2 separate regions of the Sus scrofa genome follow, and region 2 is linked to region 1. A link is a contact called in public HiChIP or PLAC-seq data. All regions are on one chromosome and are shown on one strand. Each heading gives the region's core, a stretch centred on a gene start, on an enhancer-like site or on the middle of the called end of the contact. The rest is flanking DNA. Distances are from core to core; before and after follow the strand shown. Region 1 holds the start of PALLD (palladin). Region 2 holds the start of DDX60 (probable ATP-dependent RNA helicase DDX60).

Region 1 (7,208 bases), core at 1,629-4,128:
CAGCATACATGTCAGGTACAGATGTAAAATGAACCCAGGATTTACTGAAGTTATCGCCTGAGCGCAGTCTGGTGCAAAGGGAAAAAATACCTAGTGGCTCCTGCATAATTTACTATTAACACAACAATAAAACCTGTTAAAACACTGAAAGGAAGCTTGGGTTATACGGTTAGCATCCATTTATCTTGAAATGAAGATGGAGGAGGTGGAAGAAGGGGAAGAAGAGCGGGAAAGCAGAGGGATTGTTACAATATTCACTATGTGGCATCTGTAACCACGTGCCTCACTGATCTCAAAGTCCTTCCTTAACTAAGGTAACATCACGGAGTTCCCGTCGTGGCGCAGTGGTTAACGAATCCGACTAGGAACCATGAGGTTGCGGGTTCGGTCCCTGCCCTTGCTCAGTGGGTTAATGATCCGGCATTGCCGTGAGCTGTGGTGTAGGTTGCAGACACAGCTCGGACCCCGCGTTGCTGTGGCTCTGGCGTAGGCCGGCAGCTACAGCTCTGATTCGACCCCTAGCCTGGGAACCTCCATATGCCGCGGGAGCGGCCCAAAGAAATAGCAAAAAGCCAAAAATAAATAAATAAATAAACATCACGGACCGGTTCCAACATTTGGATTCCTATAATCTCTTCCACCTTCACTGGGCCTCGGGACACAACAGAGGTTTTGGTTTAACTTTTGATTGTGACCTTGTCAAATACAAAAAGTAAAGATATTAGCATAACAGACACGACAATAAGAAGAGGAACCAAACGTTACTATTTTCCCACATTCCCCTCATTCCTAGTTTCTAGAAATAGGGCTCTAGAACCAGTTGAAGTTTCTGTCCCTTCCCGGGTCCAGCTCTCAGAAATGCCTTTCCAGGCCGCCCTCCTTCCATTTCCTGTGTCCCTGCCCTGCGTCCAGGGGACTGTCTGTCTTTTTTTTTTTTTTTTTTTTTTGTCTTTTTGCCATTTCTTGGGCCGCTCCCACGGCATATGGAGGTTCCCAGGCTAGGGGTCGAATCGGAGCCATAGCCACCGGCCTACGCCAGAGCCACAGCAACGCGGGATCCGAGCTGCGTCTGCAACATACACCACAGCTCACGGCAAGGTCGGATCGTTAACCCACTGAGCAAGGCCAGGGACTGAACCCGCAACCTCATGGTTCCTAGTCGGATTCGTTAACCACTGCGCCACGATGGGAACTCCAGGACTGCCTGTCTTATAGACGCCAGAGGATAATCCCTCGTCCCCTGTCCACTCCGGTGTGATGGATGGGCAACAGGGACTGTTTAGTTGGGGTTCTTTCAGCCAATTCCCCCATCTCAGTCCTGCTGGCTCACTCCCAGCAACACCCAGACCAGCCACAAAAAATTATCTCCAGGGAGCACCAGATGCCTTGACTCTAGCCTTTCTGTGATGCTGGGCCAAACACTGCTTCCATGAGCACCTTCTGCAGGCACCTACGTTTCTAATGCAATTAGAACACTCATCTTCCTATCAGCCATTTTCCAACCATTTCTAGAATCTTCTATTGTCTTCTCTCCCCATTTCTATCCTTTTGAGTTTTTACTATCATCTTAAGAGTTTTTATAAGAAAAAGACATAAACACATCTGTTTTATCAGCCAGAGAGGTTCCCCCCGCCACAAAGCACTGAAACAGCCCTCAAATGTATCTAAGAAGGACCAATTATAAAGCATCAGTGTTGTGGAGTTCCCATTATGGCTCAGCGGTAACAAACCCAACTACTATCCATGAGGACTCAGGTTTGATCCCTGGCCCCACTCAGTGGGTCAAGGATCCAGCATTGCTGTGAGCTGTGGTGTAAGTAGGAGACAAGGCTCAGATCTGGAGCTGCTGTGGGTGTGGTGTAGGCCAGTGGCTACAGCTCCAATTCGATCCCTACCGTGGGAACCTTTATATGCCACAGGTGCGGCCCTAAAAAAAATAAATAAATAAATAAAGGAACAGTGTTGCCTATAAAGAAAAGTATAAGAGGAGCCCTTCCTAAGTGCTCCACTATCAGGAATAACTTTAGATAAGAACCTGCATTGACTGTGATGATATTATCCAAATTGACTGAACCAGGAGGTGTGGTGTGACTATTTTTCACCCCTTATATTTGGCTCTGCTGCCTTTGAAAACAAAAGCATCCTGTGTTTTGTTATTTGGAAGTTCAAAATATTAGAAAAGGCAACAAGATACTACAGAAAAAGTAATGAGATGGTTGTGAGACTTTTTACAGCTGTAAGAGGGTTCCCACTTGTCCTGAACGTTATTCATTCAACATTTGTTTTGTCAAAACCATTTACTGAATGGTCAGAATGTGCGAGGCTGAGATCTCAGCACTTCGATGGGTTCGAGGCTCCGGCCATGTGTGTTCATCTCTCTTCAGTCCCACGATGGACCGTGTCCTCCGCACACACAAAGTTATAGAATAATTTTTAGGTAACAAATGGAAGTAAGAGGACAGTGGGCCTCTCCACGCAATCTGACAGGTGGCTCAATTTTTAAATAGTTACTGGATATCTTAGGATAATCTACCACATGACTAATTTAAATGCACAGAGCAGAAGTTTATAGTTAGAAAAGCATTCCTTATGAGTTGCTTTTTTTCCTGAGATTCACATCCCACAGATTTAGTGAATTAAGACCAGGTTTAAAAGATAAGTGGTGACTTCCAGGCACAAAGCCAGGGTACAGAGCAAGGTGTGCAGGCATCATGCTTATTCACTCCATAAATGCAGTTCTCGCCACACTCAGTGGCTTTCATTTCTAAGAACCCGGGCCTCAGAGCCGGGCTGCTGGAATCCCCGGCCAGGGCGTCTGCGGAAACATGAGTTCAGTGACCAAATATAGCCGAGTGGAGTAAGAGGGCAGGTGGGACTCCAAGGCCACAGTCATCTCAGAGTGACCAGGGCCCAAGCAGTGTGTCATGAAGAGCCGGGGCCGGGCCCCACTCCCCCAGCAGAGAAGCAACCCTCGTGGGAAACCCCTCACCTGTTAGGGGTCTTCGAACTGACCACGGGATCGAAAGGTCTGTAAGATGTATTGTAATATAGTAACTAGTAGAGCAACATTTTTTTAACTCTTTTTTATTGACAGCTAAAAATATAGTAGTGGTTTGTCAGAACACTAGTTAGAAGATGGTTTGATTTTTTTTTTTTTAATTTGGAGTGGAAAAGTAACAGGAATTTTGTAGCCATTCCAAAAAGAAGAAATATGTAGGATTGATCTGCAGGCTTTATTTCTACCTATGCTGTGAGGGGGGTGCATTTTCTATTCTAATCTTAGAGAGGAAAAGTAAGTTGGTGCTATCAATTCTAAAAAAAAATAAATGTACTGACAGAGCCAGCACTTGTCAAGATCGTGTTTGTCTTTTGTTTCAAAGAAAATAAGAATGCAGTTAATTTGAAACCTTGTATATACTTAAGCTAAGTAGTGATGGCTTAAAATGATATGCTTTAGGTTTTAGTAACATTTTAAGTTGGTAATTACACTTTCAAAAACCTTTTAAATCAGTTGAGCAGACCTTTTATATCCTATCTATGCCTCAAGTTTGCATATTTTTAAAATATAAAAGGGAAACTGGAGTCCAGTCAAATTTAAACCTTACAGTACAATTTTATATCAGGTTGTTGTAAGTTACACATGAAATTGTCTTGAATCCAACAGATGAGGTTGGTACAGAATGATTTCAGGCTCATGTTTCTTTTTTAACATTTGCTAAAAATACTAATTGACTTCGAGTAAGAATAATGTGTCCACATCCAATGCCTGCTGCCTGACAATATAACACTAACCTAGTCCCTGAGTCACAAATACGCAGAAATTCATTCCTTACTACGGGATAAATATACTCTTCAATGTACTTTTTCCTCAAAGAAAGAACCTGAATGCTCACCTCTATGATCCAGATTTTAAAAATCAAACTCTATTTGGCAATTATTGCTAATGGCAGACAAGGCCTAAGAGTGCTATCAAGATGCTGAGTATCCTGTGAATATAGGATTCCATGTTCCTAGAATACAAATTAATCCTCCTGTGTTCCCACGTCTGATACGCATTAGGGTCTGGGTCCAAGGGACCCTTGTCAGTTCTCTGAGCTGCTGTGTGTTGCTAAAACTGAAAGGGTCAGAGCACACGTCACAACAGAATAGGGATCTGGATTACACTGGACAATTACAATTACCTTGGTTTCTTTACCTCATTTAAAAACAAAGCAAAACATAGAGGGTAACATGAGCCAAGTTTTAATATAAATCTGACATGCTCTTAAAAAGATACCACCTGAAACCTCTAACGCCAAGAGAGAGCCTGGGCTTTACACACACACACACACACCCACACACGTTTGTGTGTGTAGGTAACAAAGTGATTGTGGTATCTGGGTTCCAATCAGAATTCAGGCATATGGAGGCAACGCTGTGTCCTGGTTAAATTCCAGCAAAGGAAACAAAAGGCTGAGCAAAGAAGCTCTGCCTGTAACTTGAATCTGCTAAACCAGAGAACAGAGACCCAGCTTGGGAAATAGGTTTTGAGTTTAGGCGAAAGGAAATACTGTATCTCTACTATACTATACTATACCTGGAAGGCCAAAATAAGGAGAATGGCAGTGGAAATGGATGAACTGGACGTAAACTCCAACCTCATATGGGGCTAAGATGGTCACAGGCAGAGGTCATGGGGCAATTCCAAGTGCTCTCTCTGGAAAGCCCTCACAAGGCTGTTGCGGGCATCCAATCACCTGTTATGTTATGACTCTGAAACGGAGGTACCCTGTCTGTGTCCTATTTAAAACTGAAGAATACATATGTCATGCCTCCATGGAGTGACAATTTACTTAAAGATTAGGAAAGAATGCAATCCACATGCATTTACCAAGAGACAGATTATGCAACTGTTGTGCATTTCTTGCATCAAACAAGGTTTAATTAATTTTCCATATTTGACTTTTGCCCTGTAGCCTTGGCAAAAAGAACATTACCCTAGAAAGAAGGAAGGAAGGAAGGAAGAAAAGAAAGAAAGAAAGAAAGAAAGAAAGAAAGAAAGAAAGAAAGAAAGAAAGGTGACTATAGAGAATAGACTTGTGGTTGCCAAGGGGGAGAGAAGGTTTGGGGTTTGTAGATAAAAGGTGTGACATTTAGAATGGATATGCAATGAGGTCCTACCATACAGCACTGGGAACTACATCCAGTCTCTTGGGATAGAACATGATGGATGACAATATAAGAAAGGGAATTATGTGTATATATGACTGGGTCACCTTGCTATACAGCAGAAATTGGCACAACATTGTAAATCAACTATAATTTTTTAAAAAAGTTAGAAAGGTAACATGTTTAAAAGGTATAGTATTTGAAATAAAGACAATAATCAAACTAAACTCATGAAAAAGAAAAAAAAAAGTACTTCCTGTCGTGGCACAGCAAAAACATAATCTGACTAGGAACCATGATGTTGGGGGTTCAATTATCCCTGGCCTCGCTCTGTGGGTTAAGGATCTAGCATCGCTATGAGCTGTGGTGTAGGTCGCAGACATGACTCTGCTGTAGCTGTGGCGTAGGCCGGCACATTGGACATCTAGCCTGGGAACCTCCATATGCTGCGAGTGTGGCCCTAAAAAGCAAAAAAAAAAAAAAAAAAAAGGAGGGGGGAGAAAGAAAAAGAAAAAAAAAGGAAATGATCTATAAATTAAGTGGCATAAAATTCCTCAAGAACAGATGAAATATGCACAGGGTTTTAACAACACAGGTGACCATGGGAGCTCATATTTCACAGGAATGGATACTTGGGATATGGCAAGGTGCTGAGAGCTTCTGGCATAAGTTCAAGGTGGGCGGGCAGCTATAAGGCCTCCCGGTGTTTGCAGACCCTCCCAAACCTTCACTTTACCAAGTATTTGTTTATGACGGAGAGTCTGGCACCATGCGTGAATGTCACAAATCTGCTGTCACCTTTAGCTCCTCCAGGGTGCAATCTGAGAGTCCTAGGTGCCACGGGCCTGCATTCTCCTCCTGTGACTGTGCCCCCCACCCCCCACAATGTGCTGTCCAGAAGTGCCACGGTCTGTAGACACTGATGGGAACACACAAACACTCATCCATCCTGTCCCATCCCACTGGTACCCTAACAAACTTTTTGAAGATATAAACTTTATTTTAGAAATCTTTTTTAAATTTATTGGGGTATAGTTGATTTACAATGTTCTATTAGCTTTAGGTTTACAGCAAAATGAACCCTGCATCTACATATATCCATTCTTTTTTCTCAGATAGGATATTTCAGAACACTGAGTAGACCTCCCTGTGCTATACAGCAGGTCCTTATTATTTATCTACTTGATACACAAACATCTCACACAGCTTTATGTCAAAAAAAAAAAGCTCAATTAAAAAAAAATGGTCAGAAGATCGAAATAGACATTTCTCCAGAGACGACAGACAGATGGCTGAAAAGCACATGAAAAGATGCTCAACATCACTAACAACATTGATAGAAAATCTAAGGAGCAAAAGCACAGTATAGCTTCCCAAAATCAACTAACAAAAGACATAAGAGCAAGCCACGTATAAAAAAATCAGAACCTGGTGTTTCCTCAGTTTCCTACTTTGGTCTTTTTTTCTAGTACAATGGGAGCTCCTTAGGGCAGAGGCTCCACCTGGGAAGAGGCACCAGGCACACAGGAGGCCCCAACCAATGGATGCTGATGAGTAAGACAACAGAAAACCCGGGAGTTCCCCGGTGGTCTAGTATTTAGGACTCAGCGCTTTCACCACTGTGCTGCAGTCTGGGTTCAATCCCTTGTCTGGGAACTGAGATCCCTCAGGCCTCTGCATACCATGACCAAAAGAAAAAAGACAGCAGAGAAAGCAAGCCAAAAACATGTTTTGCCTAAAAGCATTTGTATGTCTTTGACTCAGAATTTAACTCTGAGCTTGCTGGTATCCCTAAGAGCCTCAAAGTTTACAGAATCCCCACGTCTAAAAGGATGGATGCCAGAAAACATCTTTCTGGTGCTGAATTTGTTCAGGACAAACTTTCTCAGAGGGAATGAAAACCTGAAAACCATAAAAATCACTGTCTTTATAGAAACAGGTCTTTTAAATGTGGTGTCAGACCTACCACTGTTTTGTATTAGTGAGATGACACATAATGCACACTTTACACATAGTCATCAGAAGCCTAGAGCACTGATTACTTTATCAATTCTCAGAAA
Region 2 (7,208 bases), core at 1,356-3,855, 57 kb before region 1:
ACAAATGCTCAGATTAGAACCTGGGGGAAACTTGTCGCCTCTGTACTCAAGTCCCAGTGAACTTGAGCTTCCAGTGATGATAGAACCCAGCATCTCTTCGGCCCATTTTCCATAGGCTGGTGCAGCATGGCCGCCTCTCACCTGGGCCCTGCCTTGCTGCAGCCTGTCCCTCCAGCCCACCTCCACCTGCTACCAGGAGCCCCTGGCCAGCATGTGTCAACCCTTCCTCACTGTTTCCGGATTCAACCACTTACTAGTGCTTCCCCTTTGGGCCACTCCAGCCCCGCAGTAGGCCTCCATCACCGGCCCCCGAGTCCAAGGCAGGCCAAGCACAGGACCGCCGACCTGGACAGTGGTTAGGGACAGGTAGTTGGTCACATGTACTCACAGCCCGGGGTGGGGGAGGGGAGCCAGCTGCCCAGGCAAGACACACAGGCCAGGACGGGGGTGGGGGGGGAGCAGAGTCACCAGGTGGGACAGGGGAGGCAGAGGGCGAGGTGACCCAGGTTCCCTTGGGAAGACAGGGTGGCTCATTTGAGTCCCCATACAGCCCAGCAGGGCACGCCAGCTCTTGGGTGAAGGCAGCAGCCTGGAGGACAGAGGACCTGGCTCTCATCTGAGGACCCCCCCCCCAGACAGCAGGTTGCCCCTGCGGAACTCCCAGGGCCCCAGGCGGCTCAACGGCGTCAAGGCAGTAAAGCTTCCCCAAAAACATGGCACCTGAGGACGGCTAGGCTGGGGGAGCCTGAGGAAACAGCAGAAGCAGGAGGTACTCGACTCCCCCTTCACCTTCTTTCCCCAAAGTGGGAAAGGAGCCCCTACCCCACCTGGTACAGTGACTGACCACAGCCTTCTTGCAGGGAGGGGACACTGGGCCAAGAAGGCAGAAGGCCGGTGAGCCCATCCCTGCCCCAGCCTCCTCTCACCAACCCCTCACATAGTCACTGCTGGTCTGAATCCTGCTCTGGTCACTTCCTTGGGACCTCGTTCTCTCCTGAAGCGTCCTGTGTACATTTAAAAATTCAGGAAAACGTGCATGTTTTCCTGCTGTTCATCTGCCCTGTCAGTTTAATTCTTAGGCCCGGCCAGAGGCCCCAAGGGGGCAGAGGAACATCTGGCCTTTCCAGGCACACAGGGCACCACAGGCCTCACAAGATGAGGCCTCAGCAGCCTGACCAGGACGTTGATGTCAGCATGGACAGACCTCGCAGCATTTCATGTAGGAGCCCCACATAAAAGGACTGATGTGCAAGTTAAGCCTCAGTCAGATTAAATAGACAGTAAATGCAGAGTGTATGCCTCCAGAACCCAAAGAGGGCTAAAAGCCACTGGCCTTGCCTCAATATTCCAGATACTGGGGGGACAGTAGTCAGCTTATCAATGATGGGGCAGCCCTCTCTTCACCACATCAACTAGGGGGCTTCTCCAGGGTGGGGCCCTGCACTATCTGGGGCAGTTGCAACACTTGGATCGGGCCCTCTGTCAGGATCTGAATGTCCAGGATGAGCATCTCAAGAGAACAAATGGTCTCAGAAGGTGTGATTATGGGAGTTCCCACTGTGGCCCAGTGGTAACAGACCCAACGGATACCCATGAGGATGCGAGTTCGATCCCTGGCCTCACTCAGTGGGTTAGAGATCTGGCATTACCAAGAGCTGTGGTGTAGGTCTCAGATGCAGCTTGGATCCCACATTGCTGTGGCTGTGGTGTAGGCTGGGCAGCTGTAGCTCCAATTTGATCCCTAGCCTGGGAACTTCCATATGCCACAAGTGCAGCCCTAAAAAGAAAAAAAAAAAAGTGTGATTATGGGGTGCCATGTCACACCTGTGCCCTGGAGGATGGGGGCACAAACAGGACCTCACCTACAGAGTGTACACAACAGCAAGGATGTTGTCCCCATGGGAGCTGGCAGGGCACATCTTGTGCCTTCAGAAATGGCACAGAGGCTGTGGGGGGGGGCACCATGAACAGACCAGCTGCGCCAGTTGTGTAACAGCTGGTTGCACACCAGCTGCCACTGGGAGGGAGTGCTGGGGGCAGCTTCCGTGGGCCAAGGGTGTGAAGGGGGTGGAGACCATGGTGGGGGGTGGGCATGCACTCTCAGGGTAAGGACACTCACCCTGTCATTCACTAGGTCTGTGGTTAAGTTCTCGAAAATTTTCTGTCAAGAGTATAGCAACTTAATACTATACTGTTTCATCCTGTACCTTTCCTCTGATTATGACGTGACTGTTTCAGGAGCTTGCATGACATGCGGCTTTGAAAGGAATTTCAAGACTTATTTTTTTCCGATATAATGGATTTGCTTACAGCCAAGATAGTTGTGTGGCTTCTTAAAATCATAATGCCAACACCTTCTATTACAGAGTTCTGCGCGACTATATTTGTTTTGGTTTAAATTGTGTAATAATAACCTCAATATTATACAGACAAATCACAAATAAATAATGGTACTAATAAATGTGTATATATACCCATGGAAAAGTAATTATGTCAGCAGTCATTTACTTACCTCTTCATTGTGAAGAAACAAAACATTCAAACACAATCACAGACTTGGGTATAAAATAAAGATGAGCACGGGGTCTGTGATATTTCAGCCACAGGCTCTTCACCACCTGCTCATCAGTCAATCAGAGGGAACCTCAGGCGGCAGACGCACCAGCTTGGTGGAAATTCCTTCCCAGAATAGCAAGCGCTGAGCTCAGAGCAGTTCAACAGGAGCAGGCGAGGGACAGACGCAGGACTTTGGGGCAGAGCAACTGGCCTCCACGCTGGCATTTTTTCAGCATCCAAATCCTTCTTTGCTCTAACAGCTGGTTTCTCTGTTTGTCACATTCTTCCTTCCTGTCTGCTTTCCTGGAGTGATGGCGGTGTGGTCCACACAGGCTCCTTGAGAGCAGCCAAGAGGCTATGGGCAGCTGTGCCCATGTCCCCACTTGTCCTGCGGCAAAACTCCCTGTGCAAGCCTGATGCGCCCACTGAATGTCTCCCTGAGGCACAGAAAACGCAAACTTTAAGAGAAATGGACTGTCAGCTGTCAGTTAGGTCAAATAAGTCTCTCTGCCACTTTTAAACATTGAATTATTGTGGTAGATTTGCCTTTCCCTTCTAATGGAAAACAAAAACCTGCCCTAGTCCATCAAGGCTTTGCTTCCCTTTATATCAACTCAATTTAAAACAGTACTATCTTCAGCCACAACAACAACAAAAAAGTGCTACGTTTTTAAATAATGCATTCGTACTATAAACACAAATGATTTTCTTCTTCACACCGCCACTCTATAATGAGGCTTTCCTTTACAATTATAAACATTTCATAAACATTGCTTTCTATGACCACTTGGAAAAATCCATGAATTTACTTAACTACTTAAACTGGAGATGTAGGCTATTACTTTTTAATATTATTAATAGTGTACTGAACATGCTATCATATGTGTCAAAAGAAGAGTAGGATAGAACAAGTAGGTCAAAGGATGTGAACTTTTCAAAGTGTGACACGTCAAGTGAGCAGATGCTAACGCACTTACAAATGGATCTGAAGATTGAGAATCCGCAGATGATAGCCGGTCTGGAGTGGAGGACACTCAGTTTCTAGGATTTAATACCACTAAGGGACATTTACCACGCTCTGAATAGAAACATACAAGGTTTGTGGGTATTGCTCTAAGCCTCTCAGTGTGGGAAGTATTTTGTTATGCAGCAATACACTGACACACATTTTGATTCAGGATTTTGGAAGTGGAGCACAACCAGTGTTGCCATAGAACCAAAGTGTGGATGAGGCATAGAGGTAGAGATCAATCAATAGGATGAGCAGGGAAAACCACAAATAGGAAGCCACATGCCAGGATGAGGAATCCACAGACAAGTGGGTGCTCACATCACTCAGGACAGTGGCAGGACTTGGGTGAAGAATAGAGCCAGGAGCCCAACTGGACCAAAGTCTCCATAACCAGGCAGGTGGAGGAAGTCCACTCAACTGACCAGGGCTTAAAGGACCTGGACTTTTCATAAGAAGCAGCTATTGTTTGAAAGCTGAACTGGGACCCAAGAAAAGGCCCCTGAGCCAGCTCCCAGCCTCAGATGCACATGGGAATGGTTCTGGCGGTAAATGGGAGTGTGCCTGGGAACCCACTTTCACCATGTTGCCGTGAGGGAGGCACAGTGAGGCCAGAAGCAGACCAAGAGTCCAGAAGTTGTTTTTCACCTTTGTACTCACGTTCCAAGGGGCCAGTACACCATGCAAGATGACTCAGAGGGAGTGCCAGAGTCAGTCAAAGGGCAGCAGGATAGGCAGACTGTGGGTGGCACCTTTACTGCAATTTCCATGCAAAGGAACTGGTGAGGCAGGGTAAGCGGTTCAGGACTGGCTGATCTGAATAAATTCCACAGGCTCTGGGCACAGAGACTATTCCTGGTTGCCTGGTACCTGACCCCGGGCAATTGGGGCAGGTGTACAGAGGCCTGGAGTGTGAGTCCTATATGGGATGTGGCTGGAGTGTGGGCTTGGGGGTGTAGATAAAAAGGGAAATGAGCAGTCTAGTCAGGGCCTCAAAACTGGGGTCAAATCAAAGTGTTAAATGCAGATCACACTCACCAAGTTAGTCAGCAGCTGTGGCTGGGCCCACAGTCACCCCAGGGACCAGCCCCTCCCATTCACAGGCCCTGCCTATCCCCACAGCCCCACCACCACCCAGACAGCCCAACAGCACCCCAAAGCTTCACCACAGCAGGAGGGGCACATATCTCTTAAGTGCTAAGCCTGGTGGACAGATGCCACCCTGTCTCTGAGCCCATAGGCCATCTCCCCAAGACTGGGAGAAAGATACCTGATTTAACTAATACATAGAAACAGAGAATTAGGAAAAAGTAGGAGATACATTCCAATCAAAAGAACAAGATGAAACCTCAGAAAAAGAACTAAATGAAACAGACAAAAGCAACCTACCTGGTAAGGAGCTTAAAATAACGGTCATGAAAATGATCACTGAACTCAGGAGAAGGGTGGACAAACAGAGTAGGAACTTCAACAAAGAGAAAGAAGATACCCAATGTAGTTACACTGAACTGAAAAAGAGCCCGGAGAGGTTCAACAGCAGGTATAAAATCCATCAGCAAGCTGGAAGACAAAGCAGCAAAATGAAAGAAGAACTTTAAGAAAATAAGCTACCTTCAGGGGCCTTGGGACAACATCAGGCAGAATAACATTGGCATTATGAGGGTTCCAGAGACATAGACTGGCTGAATGGATACAAAAACAAGATCCATATATATGCTGTCTTCAAGAGACCCACCTCCATTTCTAGGGATACATACAAATTGAAAGTGAGAGGATGGAAGAACATATTTCATGCAAATGAGGATGAGAAGAAAGCTGGAGTAGCAATACTCATATCTGACAAAATAGACTTTAAAATGAAGAATATTTTAAGGGACAAAGAAGGTCATTACATAATGATCAAAGGATCAATAAAAGAAGAAGATACAACAATTTCAAATAACTATGCACCCAATGTAGATTCACCACAATATATAAGGCAACTGCTAACAACCTTAAAAGGACAAATAAACAATAACACAACCATAGTGGGGGACTTTAACACCACACTTACAGCAAAGGACAGATCAACCAGACAGAAAAATCAATAAGGAAACACAGGCCCTGAATGAAGCATTAAACCAGGTGGATTTAATAGATATTTATAGGACGTTCCATCCAAAAGCAACAGAATACACATTCTTCTCAAGTGCACATGAAACATTCTCTAAGATTTATCACATCTTGGGCTACAAATCCAACCTCAGTAACCTTAAGAAAATTGAAATCATATCAAGCATCTTTTCTGACCACAACGCTCTATGACTAGAAATCAACAACAAGAAAAAATCTGCAAAAAAACACAAACACGTGGAGAATAAACAACATACTACTAAACAACCAATGGATCACTGAAGAAATCAAAGAGGAAATTAAAAAATACCTAGAAGAAAATGACAACAAAGATACCACACTCCAAAACCTATGGGATGCAGCAAAAGCAGTTCTCAGAGGGAAGTTTATAGCAATACAAGCCCACCTCAGGAAACAAGAAAAAGCTCAAATAAAAAGCTAACTTTACATCTTAAGCAGCTCAAGGGAGAAGAACAGACAAGACCTAAAATTAGTAGAAGGAAAGAAATCATAAAGATCCGAGCAGAAATCAATGAAATAGAAATGAAGAAAACCATAGAAAAGATCAATGAAATGAAAAGCTGGTTCTTTGAAAAGATCAATACAATTGATAAACCCCTAGCCAGACTTATCAAGAAAAAAAAGAAAGAGGACTCAAATCAATAAAATGAGAAATGAAAAAGAGAAGTAACAATGGACATCACAGAAAAACAAAGGATCATAAGAGACTACTATATGCAACTATACACCAATAAAACAGAAAACCTAGAAGAAATGGACAAATTCTTAGAAAAGTACAATTTTCCAAGACTAAACCAAGATGAAATAGAAAAGATGAATGGACCAATCACAAGAACTGAAATTGAAACTGTGATTTAAAAACTTCCAACAAGAGTCCAGGACCAGATGGTTTCACAGGCGAATTCTATCAAACATTTAGAGAAGAGCTAACACCTCTCCTTCTGAAACTATTCCAAAAGATCGCAGAGGAAGGGATACTCCCAAACTCATTCCATGAGGCCACCATCACCCTGATACCAAAACCAGACAAAGATATCACAAAAAAAAGAAAACTACACACCAATTTTACTGATGAACATCGATGCAAAAATCCTCAACAAAATACTAGCAAACCACATCCAACAATACATTAAAAGGATTGTATATCATGATCAAGTGGGATTTATCCCAGGGATGCAAGGGTTCTTCAATATCCGCAAATCCACTCAGTGTGATACACCACATTAACAAATTGAAGAATAAAAACCATATGATCCTCTCAATAGATGCAGAAAAAGCCTCTAACAAAATCCAACACCCATTTCTGATAAAAACCCTTCAGAAAGTGGGCATAGAGGGAACCCACCTCAACATACTAAAGGCCATATATGACAAACCCACAGCAAACACCATTCTCAATGGTGAAAAGCTGAAAGAAATCCTGCTGAGATCAGGAATAAGACAAGGATGTCCGCTCTCACCACTACTCTTCAACATAGTTTTGGAAGTTCTAGCCGTGGAAATCAGAGAA

The links. HiChIP or PLAC-seq counts read pairs in DNA pulled down with a chosen protein or histone mark.
Region 2: a contact with region 1 is called in an H3K27ac HiChIP or PLAC-seq map of skeletal muscle. The contact joins the promoter of DDX60 here to the promoter of PALLD in region 1. A contact is called at or near these places in 3 of 5 promoter capture datasets (fetal liver, fetal skeletal muscle and liver), 15 of 47 Hi-C or Micro-C datasets (embryonic fibroblasts, epiblast stem cells, fetal heart ventricle and 8 more) and 1 of 2 datasets of contacts at active chromatin or transcription factors (skeletal muscle).

What each region holds. Positions count from the first base shown.
Region 1 is chr14:21,015,795-21,023,002 of Sscrofa11.1, reverse strand. PALLD (palladin) reads left to right here and starts at 2,878. Exons shown (of 23, transcript XM_021073311.1): 1 at 2,878-3,026.
Region 2 is chr14:21,072,888-21,080,095 of Sscrofa11.1, reverse strand. It overlaps DDX60 (probable ATP-dependent RNA helicase DDX60), which reads right to left and starts at 2,605. Exons shown (of 39, transcript XM_021072214.1): 1 at 2,513-2,605.